Regions from separate parts of the Lactuca sativa genome. Here region 1 is linked to region 2. The links are chromatin contacts, called in public Hi-C maps. All regions are on one chromosome and are shown on one strand. The core of a region is the stretch at or near the end of the contact, and the rest is flanking DNA. Distances in the headings are between cores, read along the strand shown. Region 1 holds the start of LOC111897544 (E3 ubiquitin-protein ligase MBR2). Region 2 holds the start of LOC111897546 (zinc finger protein CONSTANS-LIKE 4).

Region 1 (2,783 bases), core at 145-2,644, 300 kb after region 2:
ACCATTTTGTTATCTTTGACATATTCCTAGAGGGATACGTTAGCAAGTCTCTTAGGCTAGTCTAAGTCAGCGTTATCCTGGGATAACTGAGTTGTTATAGCTTAGATCACGACACATGGTTGGTGTAGATGGTTCTGATGTCCACTGATGTGATGGAGCCGTCTGCGCAAACGGTTTCATCATGACAATTGTTCGGTTTTCCCGCTTTGTATTTAAACCTTCCTTTATCAGGATCGATTTTACTTTCTTTTTTCTACTTCCTCTTCTTCGATTGCCTCTACCTTCTCCTTGCTTATTTTCTCTTTCGTCTTGTCGTCGTTATTGGAAGGCAATGACGTCCGCGTGATCTGGGAACGATCCAACACCAAAAGAGTTCGAATCCCTTTAGTTTCGGTTTGGGTTTATGTCAGAGCACGATATGTAATTTCCGAAGGAAGGGCTATCATCTATCAACCACCGGTAGGGAAGGTTGGAGTCCTTGTGTCGATTTTCGAGGCAGTGTTGCGGTTGCTAATATCAGATTTCTTTGATGAAGTCATGCATGAGTATGGATTCTCTGTGGATGATCTTACTCCTAATACCGTCAATAAGATCGTCGGGTTCGAATTAAACTGCCAAGCCTTGGGTATTCTTCCCCAACTTCGGGATTTCCAGACTTTCTTCAATTCATCCACCCAGTCTGGTGTGCATACTTTTTCTCAGCGGCAAAATAATCACGCGTTCATCGTTAATCAAAGAGCGAACATGATGAATTTGCAGGATCGGTGGTTGTAGGTTAACAACGACCTGGTCGGTCCTGGTTATCCTCGCATGGTGATCTCCTTGGATCGAGCACCTCAACTGTCGGGCGTCAGTTTGTCTATGGTTCAGGCGTTGAAGGACATTTGCTTCAACGGAGGAGATTGGAGGACTGCATCCTAGTGGCGGCGGGGATGAGCGCTGCTCGTTTTGTCGGTTCATGTTATACAACGTAATATTTGAGCTATAAACATTATTTAATCAATAGAATGTTATAATTTGTATTATGATCTTTGTGTAATTATCATTTACTGTTTGTTTCTTGATTCAACAAGTTGGTTGGGGGCTTGGGGCAAGCCGTTACGATGTATTAACATAAAAAATGCTGTGGTTAAAATATACTAAAAATTGATATAAGTATTAAGCGATAGTGGATTAGGTTGTTTTTTTAAGTTAATAGATTAGGTTTCTATGAGATTTTCTATTTTTCTTAAAATAAAAAACTAAACAAGATTACAAAACATATTTTATTTATTTTTGTTCAAAGATTTTACAACCTAAACCACAATCAATTCCAAATCGTTTCAAATCCCAATTCTTTCACAAATTTAAAAATATTTCGACAAATTCAAATCCTCACAAAAAAACCATCAAGCAATCCAATCGTCCTTAAAGTTCTGGTTTTAGTTGCAGGCCAAAGGCAACCGACCCCACCGAGTCCATGTCCATGATAAGCTCCGGATCATGATGCCACGATCCACCTGAGACGGCCGTTGACATTGAACGAACGGATTCTGATTCTGAGGTTCAAATGCGACAATTTCTCTCGGCAGGCCGGAATTTTAGCTTCTTTCAATTTTGTCATCTTTCCATATTCTAATCGTCATTATTATATAGTGGATGGATTAGTCCCACATCACCTTCGGATTCTCTCTCCTCCTGTTTGCTTTATCTCATACACACGACCAATAAGGTAAAGCTATAACAAACCCTATTCATTCTAATTTTGTATCATCGGCGATTCAGGTTTATCGTATTTTTTGATCAAAATACATCTTCTTCCATCTCTTTACTTGATCAAAATACATCTTCTTAACAAGCGACTTAATATTAGGTTCGTTGATTTGCTTTTGACGTTTGATGTTTAAGGTTGATGAAATACGTTAGGTAAATTCATCGATGATCGTGATTACGATCGTATCGATATCGAAAGACGGAATAACTTTACGTACCTCGTTCTTCGAGGTTTTTTTTTTTTTTTTTTTATGATTCTTTATTTGAAAAAGATAAGAATCATATGATATACTTTCTTCTTTGATTATTTACCTCAAAGCATGCAAATAAACTTTATATGTGCATCTATCTACACACGCAGTTAATCAATCGTTTCGTTCTGTTTATATTTCTTCGAGGAGTTATTGTGAATTACTTGTTTCTGTTTGGGATTTTAGGGTGTATCCTAGAATCGTTGAGCTTTCTGATTTGTAATTCGTATATTTCTTGCTTCAATTTAGGATTTTAGGGTTTTCTATGGCTTGATGATGAGTTTTGTGGCAGATAGGAGGCTTAAAGGGGCAGTTATATGGATGTAGATTATAGTAAACAGGCTGTTGGTGGGATTGCTGCCCCAAAAAAGAGATCAGTGACTGCTTTGAAAGATACTGCTGGCTCTCAAAATGGAAGTCCTCAATTCTGCAACCGAATTGGTTGCTGTGGCAGACTTAACCACACTAAAGTTGCTAAAAACAAATGCCTAGAGAAGCCAAAAGCTTCAAGTTCAAAGCCTTCCCTCCGTTCATCTTCTCTCAAGGAAGTTACAGGAAGCTCATCAAAGACTTGTTCTTCAGTGACCAATGTGAAAAAACCTCCACCAGAATCCGAGAAAAAGAAGATAGAAAGGATCCCTAAAGACTCAAGTAGTCTTCCAAAAGAGTCTGGAATTCAAGAACGTAAGTTGAAATCTAGAAACACTGAAGTTGCATCATCAAGCTCAAGGGTTAAGAAGGTTTACACTCAAAGTGGTTCCTCTGTGATGGAAAATAGTC
Region 2 (2,916 bases), core at 95-2,594:
AGTACTTGATTAAGAGGTCATCTAATATATATACACATGGATTAACAAAAAACACACATGGACGAAAAAAATGTAAAAGAAAAACATAATTAGTAGGATGGAACGATGCCGTATGAGGAATCTGGGGAAATGAAGGTGTCTTCCACTTCTAGATCGATTTCAGTTCGCTTGGCGAATCGTCCTTTAATTCTGGGTCTTGTTTCTGCGTATGCCTTCCTCGAAGCATATCGAATCGTTTTCTCAAACCTCCTGTTCTTCCTCTTTTCTTTGTATCTTAAAACCCTGGCTTCACGATCGAAACCCGACACAGGAGTCGGATATACTTCCGGTAATGATGGGTGGTGGTGGTTGTTTGATACATCCGCCATGGTTGCGTTTGCGTTGTGGTCCGGTACGACGCCTACTTCGATTTCCAGTGAAGATGATGATACCTGATGATTAAATATATCCTGATTAGTTGATATAATGAAATTGAAGTTGTTATAATGAATTATAAGTATTCGGATTTGGTTTGGATTGCACTTACGCTTTGGCTGACGGATTGAGAGGTGAAGTTGTACATGAAAGGCTTAGATCCGGTGTAATCGACGTCATATGCAGGTAATCCCTCCACTACATCTGGAGAAGAAGCATGTGCATGTGGTGGCATCTGGTAATGGCGATTTTCGATCTTGTTTTGCACCGGAACAACTCCATCGGTTGGGGAATTGTATCTGCGAATGATCTGATTAGCCTTTTGATCCGGCGTTTTCAGATCTATATCAAGGTATGGATCGATCTCGTTAAACAAGTACTCCGATTTATTATCATCCTCAGATCCATCAACGATTTTGTTTATATTTGGATCTGGGATAAGCCACGAAGCAGCTTCCGCTTCTTCAGCTTCAGTTCCGGCGACGTTAACATCAAAATCCAATAGGAAATGGTGGTCGTTGTTATCATTATCATTATCACCTCCACCACCTACCTTCGACACGGCAGTTGCAGGATCATAAAATGGCACCACCGGAAACCGCTCGTGACGGCGGGCGAGGGGGTTTGCTGAGTGGATTTCGCGGTCACAGGTAACACAGAGGGTGGCAGCGTCCGCCTTACAGGTGAAGCTCGCCGGAGCTCGCTCACAAACATCACACATCCACACACGCGCGTGGCGAGACGCGAGCTTGTTCGCCGCGTGGACCTTGCCGTCGCATGGTATACAGAGGAAGGCGGAGTCTGCTCTACAGAACAAAGCTGCCGACGTTGTTTTGCAGGAATCACAAAGGGTCGCAGCCATGTTCCAGCTCTCTTTGCTCATGGAGTATATTTGATGGCTTTTGTTTAATTGATTTTGGGTTTTGGTTCTTCAGTGAAATCACATTCTCTCTCCGATATCTTAAAAGCTATCCAAAAGGAGTAGAGGACGAATAATGGATTGACACGTGTCGGAATCTTACCCAAAATGGGTGGAGGGGACTTTTCTAGTATAATTGAGTGAGGACCAAAGTTTGGATTCGGACAAAGTTGGCATTATAACTCGAAAGATTTATGTTTACATTGTAAGACAGTAAGAGTATTTAGTTACTATTTATATAGCTTTAAACGGATAATATCAAAACTTCTTACACAACATGGTTACGGTTACGGATCTAAGGAGTTAAGAGTTTCATTTATAAAATTTTCCGGTTAGAAAGGATAGAGTACCCACACTATTTTTTCTTTTTTATTTTTCTTAATTTTTTCTAACCACAACAAATAACAATCCTATTTTTTTGAATCCATTCAACCCATTTAATTAAAAAAATACAATAATCAAAAGTAAAATCTTAATTAGCAATAGAGTTACCGGCGATACCACTCCCGCTTCAATGGGTTGGTTAATTGGTTTCACTGATCCACTTAATCACCTCTCTACTTTCTCTCTTTCATTTTCTCTTGTATCATGTGTTTTAAAACTTGTATCTTAGTTGTTTTGTATTTTTTAATTGGGTGGGTTGAGTGGTTGAGAAAGATATGATTTTTGTGTGTTGTAGGTTGGAAAAGATGAAAAAAAAGAAGAGACAAAAATTGATGTGATAGTGGGTTGGGAGGGAACGACTCCCTCCTCCCTTATTCGATAAAATTTTAAAAAGAAAAACTGCAATAAATTCCCTACATATTGACCTCATAATCGATTTAGTCCCTATATTTTATTTTTATTCCCTTAAGTCTCAAATACCGGTAATCGTATTCAATTTAACCCTTTGACCCGGTCAACATGTCATCCAACTTTCAAAAATTACATTTCAGACCCAGATTTCAAAAATTATTACTAATTTGGTCCAAAATTTACACTTTTGCCCCATATTTTGAAATTTTGTTACAAATATGGTCCAAACTTTACAATTTTTTGCCCAAATTTAAGAATTTTATTATGAATTCATCCTAACTTAAGTCTTTTTTACAACTTTTTTCTCAAAAAATTGTTCTAATATGTTTTTTCTTTATAAAATCATATTTATACAAAAAAAAAACGTATTTTCACATAAAAATCTTATATTTTCTATATAAAAAGTTTTTTTAAGAAGATTTTGTATATGAAATATCTAGTTATAAAAATATGTATTTATTAAGTATATAAATATATACAAATCCGTTTTTATAAAAAAATGTATATAAAAACGTATTTTACAAAAAAAAAATGTACACAAACACCTATCACCTTTATATATATATATATATATATATATATATATATATATATATATATATATATATATGCACATAAATAGGTGTGTATCTATATTTTTTTTATAAAATCGTGTTTGTGTACATTTTATAAAAACGTGTTTGAATAATTTTTATATAACACATGTTTGTATATATTTTATAAAATCGTGTTTTTATACATTTTATAAAATGTATACAAACACGTATTATATAAAAAATTATTCAAAC

What was found. Hi-C and Micro-C count contacts between places; a contact is called where the count stands out from the background.
Region 1: a contact with region 2 is called in a Hi-C map of leaf, with 5 times the contacts expected there. The contact joins the promoter of LOC111897544 here to the promoter of LOC111897546 in region 2. A contact is called at or near these places in 3 of 4 Hi-C or Micro-C datasets (leaf and seed).

Annotation. Positions count from the first base shown.
Region 1 is chr5:131,961,021-131,963,803 of Lsat_Salinas_v11, forward strand. It overlaps LOC111897544 (E3 ubiquitin-protein ligase MBR2), which reads left to right and starts at 1,395. Exons shown (of 6, transcript XM_042902563.2): 1 at 1,395-1,711; 2 at 2,300-2,783. The coding sequence starts at 2,321.
Region 2 is chr5:131,660,401-131,663,316 of Lsat_Salinas_v11, forward strand. LOC111897546 (zinc finger protein CONSTANS-LIKE 4) reads right to left here and starts at 1,345. Exons shown (of 2, transcript XM_023893500.3): 1 at 527-1,345; 2 at 1-431. The coding sequence starts at 1,297. The coding sequence ends at 90.